2 separate regions of the Mus musculus genome follow, and region 1 is linked to region 2. Evidence: chromatin contacts called from public HiChIP or PLAC-seq data. All regions are on one chromosome and are shown on one strand. The core of a region is the stretch at or near the end of the contact, and the rest is flanking DNA. Distances in the headings are between cores, read along the strand shown. Region 1 has its middle 55 kb from the start of Gm41600. Region 2 has its middle 52 kb from the start of C330011F03Rik.

Region 1 (3,797 bases), core at 806-3,305, 850 kb before region 2:
GACAGTGCAGGAGTTTGCCAGTTTCTTAAGAGATGTTATTCTATGTACATTTGAGGAATGGAAATTTGAAATCTAGATATGCTTAATGTTTTTTTTTTTTTACTCTGCTATTTTCAATGAACCCAATACTTCAGAACATCAAAATAAGTTCATCTGTAAATTCATCTCTCCACCATGTTTATGAAAATTTTATCCTTATGAGATGGAAAGCAGGAGGAGATATGAAACAACAAAACACAATGTTCATAAAGCAGAAGAAAAGTGATTTTTATAAGAAAATATTTCCATTTTATATTTTCCAGGGTCAAGTTAAACAATAGTGAATTAACATTTTTTAAATTATGCACAGGGCCACTTGCCAGTGTTTTGTTAATTATGCAAATGTAGAGTGCTGCTCTACTTCTTACTTCAGATCTATCAGTGTGCATCTGCTCAGCAAATATTTCAGGAAGTAACCCCTTGCCACAGTCAGAAAAATCCTCTATAACTACTGAATTCCTGAAAATCGACGTCAGCATTCACCAAAGGAATAGGGAGAGTGATAGATTTCTGATGTTGGTCACATGAGTCTATGTCTCAAGGGTAGGGAGGAAATAGAAAGAAATTTATTTTATTGAGTAGCTACTAAAGAAGTAATTTTCATTAAATATCGAATCTAATTTTCACTATTAGCTATCTTTGAGGTATCTGCTAAGATGTTTATAGTTTTTTGTTTTTTGTTTTTTTTTTAAGGAAAAGAATGGAGCTGGAGAGTTGGCTCAGCAGATAAGAATGTGTACTGCTCTTGTCGATCTGGTTTGATCCTCAGACCCACACTGGATAAGTCACAACTGCCTGTAACTCCTGCTTCGGGAGATCTGATGGCTTTCACTGGAATATGGGCACCTCCATTCACACTCGTGCATGAACTCATGCATGCTAACAGCAAGTAAAACATTAAACCACTGAGAAGTAAGCATGGAACACGATAGCAGAAGTTCTGAGTGTCTCAGCAACCCTCTCAGACAGGCCATAGAAAATGATCTTTTAAAATAACCCCCAAGTTAATCAGCAAGACAAAGGGGTAAGGTATGACCAGGGGCCTTATTACACACAACAGTGCCAAGGCTGACAATCATTGGGTAATAGCAGACAACTAGGATATGATGCAAGCCATCAAGTAAGAAGCCTAGCAGAGAAATCAGAAAGAGATGATGATGCAGGAGAGCCTAGGTTGAAGCGCTGTCATCTCTGCAGGTGGCAGAATGATAAGGATTGGGGTGACCTTGTAAGAAACAATTCTTAGGCTACATTCTGTGGCTGGGAGAGACCTCATAGATTCCATTCCTCTGTTGCTTAACAACAGAACTAAAGGTCAGGCAAACACAATCGTAATGTTGAGATCAGGAGAACCAGGAGCTAGAATGTCTATGCTATCTATAATGTCTACTTTTCACTGAAAAGATGAATACAAAAAAAAAATCTAGCAAGTGTCACATATGTGTGTATGTATCTTCTTTTCACACACACACAGATGCACACACATATATACATACATACATACACATATACATACATAAGAAGTTAAATCAAATGGTTTGTGTGTTACATTTAATATATGAAAATACCAAAGTAGCCATGATAACCATACTCAAAGAACTAAAGGAAACTACGCTAAGAGAACAAAGGACAGATTTGTCTGATTATACTTTAATGAAATGTCAACATATAAATGTCAACCCATAAAGAAATAGAAATAATTTCCCAATAGAAAATGGTAGAATGTAGTGGTAATAGTTAAAATAATCGTAAAAGTAATCTTAGTAAAGAGTCACACAGCAGCTCCGTTGTAGAGCAGAGTTGGCAGCAAAAGACATTAGAGTGCCTCAAATCAGATCAACAGAATGGCTCAATCGGAGGAACACAGAGGATGAAGAGCCTAAAAAAATGGGTATCTCCTATGGGAATTATGATCACTATAGCATATACTAACACAGCAGGTGCTACTAGGATAGGAGAGAGTAAAAATGAAACTAAAACTTAAAAGACTGAAACTGCCCAAAATCCATTTAAAAAAGAGTTCATCTGCACACTCACAAAGTTAAAGAAGCCACAAACAGACACAACAAAGGGCTTCACATCTATGCACACCATATGTAAACCTATGAAGACAAAAATAAGTGTTATGCCCAGTTGGTGAGATCTCTGTGAGATCACCAGAGACCACAACTCTAATTGATGCAAGCATACAAGAGTCTTTTTATTTGAGTTTGGACTCAGGCCACAACCCTCCTTGTGCAACAGGGTTGGAATGCAATGCTCAGGTCTAGGAACTTAGGACTTATATAGGGAAAAATGCACACGCTAGGGCTTTCAAGCCTTGGAGTTACATGACTGGGTAAAGGGGTAAAGGAACCTTAACCTTCAAACTGATAACGTTTGTTCAGACAAAAAGGAGAGACCATACATCTGGAAAAGGGCATCTTTGACCTGGGAAGGAATAACTCATCCTATTATTGGGACCAGTCCTTTCCGGTTGTTGCAAGCTAACCACAGCTGTTATGTCTATTTTTGATTGCTGGAAATACTTGGTCATCTCTTTCCTAGTGCTCAAGGGTGGGGCCCTTATCGCTCCAAGGACATTAATTTTTTGCTTCCTCCAGGGACAGGAGACAGCAGTCTTTCAAAAGGTTAGCAGCTTAAAATACAGTTTCAAGGAAAGGATGGACTCTCTCCTGCTGTGGCTTTTTGTCTTTACATAAGAAGACTCCCTTGAACAGAGCTGGAGAAAAAGAGTGGGTGAAATTTAAACCCAAAGATGGACAGTTGACCTTCCATCTGAATCAGTGGATGCCAAAAAAATAATTGAAACTGTTGATCATTAAGACCAACACTACAAAATGGCCTTTCAAACACACCTATGAACATGGCTACCTTCTATGATAAACAAACCCTGAAAGAAAAAAAAAATTCTATCTAGCCCATTTTACATGAAATACTAAAGAGTGCATGACTTTAGGATCCTAGCACTTGAAAAGCAGAGGCAGGAAGACCATTAGTTTAAAGAAGTCTCACATATATAATAAATTCCAGGGAAGCTTGAGAGATGCAATAAGACCTTCTCTCAAGAAAAACCTGATAAGTGAGTTCAATCCCCAGGACCGACATGTTAGAAAAAAAAATCTTTTTCCTCTGATATCTTTATGCACACCACTGCAGGCAGACCCACATATTTTCACCCATAGACACACTCACACACAAACACACACATATATACACAAACCAAACAAATAAATAAAAAAAGTATTAAAGCAATGAGTAAAAGGAAAGAAACCCAAAAGCTCTAAAGGATAAAGACCAGTGACCTCACTCCTAACTCACACACATTTCACAAATGAAGAGCATCAGTAGAGATGAGTACACACCGTCAGTCAGGAGCTGCAGACAAAAATGAACTGACAAGGAGAGCTAAATGAGAAGCTTTATGTAACATTTTTCATATATAGACTCGCTCTCCTTTCTTCTTCTAAGCTTTCTAAAAACATAATTATAAAAATGCATTGGCTTGCAGTGTCTGGTGATATAGTATTCACAGCAATGAGCACAGGAATGAGAAGAGGAATGGAGCTGTACAGGAATAAAATTCCTGCATTTCACCGAAACCATGTCAGTAGAAATCTAAATCGACCCAAATAATGAAACAGAACTAAAACCCAGAAACAAACCCTCCTATGCAAACCTCCTATGCAACCTCCTATGCAACCCTCCTATGCAACCTCCTATGCAACCCTCCTATGCAACCCTCCTCTGTAACTCTC
Region 2 (4,034 bases), core at 448-2,947:
ATAAATAATTTAAAGCCATGTGAAACTTCTTCAAGAAAATATTAGCTGAAGAGATGCAGTCACAACTTTTTAAGCTCAAATTTCTTCTACTACCAAAAAAAAAAAAAGGGGGAATATTGGCAAGTGAGTAAATTATGTGTTGTCATTTTTTCCCCCAAAAGATGTGTTATACAGCACAGGAAAGATGTCCAAAACTTACCAACAGCTCTGCAGTGTACACACAACTATTAAGTCAACGTGGCATTTTGCTTGTTGAAAACTTATTTACTGCCACAAAAAGACTGAGCATGGAGTTTTCAGGCTTCTGCAAGAGCAAATTCTTCCGCTGAATACCTTTAAAAACAGTGTTCCTGAAGGGTCCGACACGGGAAAGCAGGCTCACCACTGTTCTACCATAGAAGGTGAACAGATGCCGAATGTGCTTATGAAGGTAGAGGTTGGAACACCAAAGGGCACTCCTACGGGCTCATAGTTGCCAAAAACCAAGGGCAAGTGCACAGACAGACAAAATATTAATTTCAATGTCCTCAATGTGACTCTGTTTTGTTCTGTGAATTTGATTTTCCAAATAATGACCTGGATGGAGACCTAAAGCAACCAGCCACGAGTTTGCCCAGACTCTGCAAAGATTTTTATTGAACTGAAATGTGATGAGCATCTGTCCTTAGTGATTTATCCCAAACAGCAGATATGTTATAAAATGAGCACATTGCATCTGCAGCTATAAAAGAGAAACAGAACAGCCTTTTAGTTAATATCTAATCAAACTTCAAGACGCCTTATGAGGCACAAGGGTTGTGCCGACTCATTCCCACGCACCTTTTCCTAGAATACTGGATGGGCCACCATCAGACATTCTAAAATGCTGCGTTAAATGTCAGCGGTTGGGTTTGTTATTTTTTCCACATCAACAGATGCCCCTTGATTTTGGTTTTCATAACATAAAATGTAAACCAGGCCTGGGTGCTAGTTAGCCACAAATTCTTATTACAGGCTGAGCAACTGCTATCTCAAGGTCAGGATTAGACAAACAGCTATCTTGTCAGGCACAATAGACTATTTCTGGGAGAACTGCTACTATACGAATAAGGTGGAGGGGTTGAGCTCTGATGGGTCCAAAGAGTCCTAGAATACAGGTTCCCTCCCACAAAGGAATTTTAGCCAAGATCAATGTAAATGAGTCCCAAACAGTCCGAATGTCTGTGGCTTAGGGCACAGACGTGAACACTGCAACTCACACCCCAAGTATTTCCACAAACAATGCACTCTGACATTGTCCAATCAAAAATAATACATGTTTATCGCACCTAGTCAATAACTTATAGTTAAAGAGTTCATTAAATCAGGGAATAAAACTTGTAAATGATACATTGTCAATTTCTCTTAGACCCACTTCAAGAAGAAAACAAGTCTGAATTGTTAGCAGTTAGAGCAAAATGAGGTTTTACTATTTGGAAGAGAAAGAGATTCTGTTGGGTTGTAGACCTACATCGATTGAATGCACAGAGAGAAAAGACAGTGGTGAACTGCCAGTGCCGATCACTTTCCATGCTGTTGCTGCTGTGAGAAACTATGGGTGCAATGTCACAGGGCATGAGTCACATGGGGCTTGGGCTGTACCACTGTTGGGGTACACAGTTTAGATCAACGTGGTAACTTTGAGGAGGCAGATCTGAATCAATACTCCGGTGCTTCAAGGTAACTAGAAGTTCTCAGAGGTGTTAAAAGCCACAGCCACAGACTTCTAATTTTCAGACTGTGCCGTGGTACTCGTTTTTTTTTTTTTTTTTTTAATTCATAAAAAAATAAAGAGGTTTTCTTTTTCTGTAGTAGGGATTGGATGAACCTATCCTCTACCCTCAAATTCCATCTCCACCCTTAGGAAATAGTAAAATCTCAGGAAATTTTTTTCCAGGTTCCTGAATTAACCAGAAAACTGAAATGTTCTAGGATTATAGACATAAGACCCCTGTGGCAGAGGTTGGCTGAATGGAGCATATATTCTCTAAGTATGAAGTATCTAACTGTACTTTTTAAACCCCGTTAGCCTATCTCTACCCCTCCTATTATATAACCCTTGACTTGTAGGCACTTAGTAAGTTCTTCACATTTCTTAACATTATCATATGTCTAGTTCAGAGAATAATGAACTAGAAAGAAATCAGAAATGAGAGATGCTCTACTTGGAAACTTTGAACCACTTAAAAATTGATTATACTGTAATATTCTGTATATTTGCCCATCTCATGTTTAACCCATTGTACCAAAGCTCAGAAAACTGGCTCATGGATGTCCTGCCAGTATATGGTTTTATAAATAATGTTTTATTGGAACAAGTCATAGTCATTCATTTACAGATTATTTGTGTCCATTTCTCATTGTATCCTAATGAACCACATGATCTGAAAGGCATAGTGTTTGCAGTCCTTTACAGAACACTGGTACTAGCTCCCCCTAGCATTTAAGAGTTGCAGATGGGTTGGTGAGTGACTTGAAGTTTCATTCAGTAATGACCCATCCTCCCAGGATGCTTGCATCTGCTAATATTGTCTTTGTGAGTTAGTGACAGCTTATTTCCAAAGGGCAAGGGTGTCTAGAGATCCAAATATTTAGTGAGCTACACAGTATGTATCACTATATATTTACTTTGTCAGCCACCTCAGAAAATGCCTTTTATGAGGAGTGATATGTGAAGGCTACATTTCAGCTTAACTGTTCTAAAACAATTTGTCCAGGCAGCTAAACCCAAAGTCTTCCCTGCCCTTGAACCCCCGAAGAGACTTCTAGTCACCATATACCTTGTCTGAAACCTACTGAGTCCCAAGAGTCTCAAGGATTTTTTTTTTACTTCCTTAGAAGCAAAAAAGGACCAAACAATGAGATTAAAATACAGGTCTCTACGTTGGTAGATGTTATCCTTCTTGCTCCAGACTATAGAAAAACCTAACACTAGCAAGCATCCATTCAGGTTTTTATTTTGTGCAGTATACTAAGCCATGTATCTGTATTTTAACACTCATAGTAACCCCATAAAATATGGCATTGCCCTCCCATTTTATAGGTGAGCAAATAGGCTTAAAGAAACACAGGAATGTATTTGACCTCATGAAGTGACAAGCAACATGACCAGCAATTGGTATTATGTCGAGGACTTCATTTTTTTTTTTTTTTGGAGACTTTTGAAGCTGTAGAGATTGTCATTGGGAGAAATTACTTTTCCAGATGTAGAAATTGAGAAAAAAAGATCATGAAAAAAAAATCATTCATCTGGATAGGATTTGGGTGTGAGACATTCAAATCCCCAGTAGATCATTTCGACAATGCTGCATGGGCAAATCACCTTTTATCAGCTCTTTCACCTCATCAGGGTGTGTGTGTGTGTGTGTGTGTGTGTGTGTGTACAGGGGAGAGAGAGAGAGAGAGAGAGAGAGAGAGAGAGAGAGAGAGAGAGAGAGAGAGAGAGTGCATGCACAGCCGAGTGTGTGTGTGTGTGTGTGTGTGTGTGTGTGTTAGTGGTTTGTTTTAGTGAAACTCACAATATTTCTTCTCATTGAGGAAAACAAAGGTTTGTGTTTGAAACACAAGCTTTTGTGTTTCATTTTACATCTTCTTAAAGCTGGAAGAGTGCTCCCATGCTGTGAGCTTCCTTTCTAACAATGGCTGGAAAACCCTGCTTTGTAGCTGCACAGGCACAACATCTGAGCGGACCCCCGGGGAGGAATGTGTCATAAAGGGACATTCCTCATAATCAAGGATAATTCAAAAGGGAAACAGTGACCGAACGGCTATGAGAGCAACAGAAGCCTAATCCCGAGCCCAGCTCTGCAGACGGGGCACAGGCTGCTGCAAAGCCAGGGCAGATGCCAGGGATGGGGCCAGCCACAAACAGAACAGAAGTCCAGTCCAGAGCTTGGCATCTGGGTTCTTCAGCTGCCAGCCTTGCCTTGCGAGTAGCCCCAGTGTCTGGCGCCCGTGCATAGAACAACAGAGGATGAGGCTAAAGAGGTCCATGCTCTGTCCTGCCAGCAACAGGA

Evidence for each region. HiChIP or PLAC-seq counts read pairs in DNA pulled down with a chosen protein or histone mark.
Region 1: a contact with region 2 is called in a CTCF HiChIP or PLAC-seq map of CD8 T cells, with 5 read pairs. The contact joins two enhancer-like sites. A contact is called at or near these places in 1 of 15 datasets of contacts at CTCF or cohesin (CD8 T cells) and 1 of 115 datasets of contacts at active chromatin or transcription factors (large pre-B cells).

Annotation. Positions count from the first base shown.
Region 1 is chr17:52,247,644-52,251,440 of GRCm38.p6, reverse strand. No RefSeq gene overlaps it. Among named protein-coding and RNA genes, the nearest start is that of Gm41600, 55 kb to the left of the region's middle. Within about 2 kb of position 2,055, at least 13 of the 459 cell types and tissues checked have an H3K27ac peak or open chromatin away from gene starts, as enhancers often do. A contact at or near this core is called in CD8 T cells, where this site is marked.
Region 2 is chr17:51,393,819-51,397,852 of GRCm38.p6, reverse strand. No RefSeq gene overlaps it. Among named protein-coding and RNA genes, the nearest start is that of C330011F03Rik, 52 kb to the left of the region's middle. Within about 2 kb of position 1,697, at least 8 of the 459 cell types and tissues checked have an H3K27ac peak or open chromatin away from gene starts, as enhancers often do. A contact at or near this core is called in CD8 T cells, where this site is marked.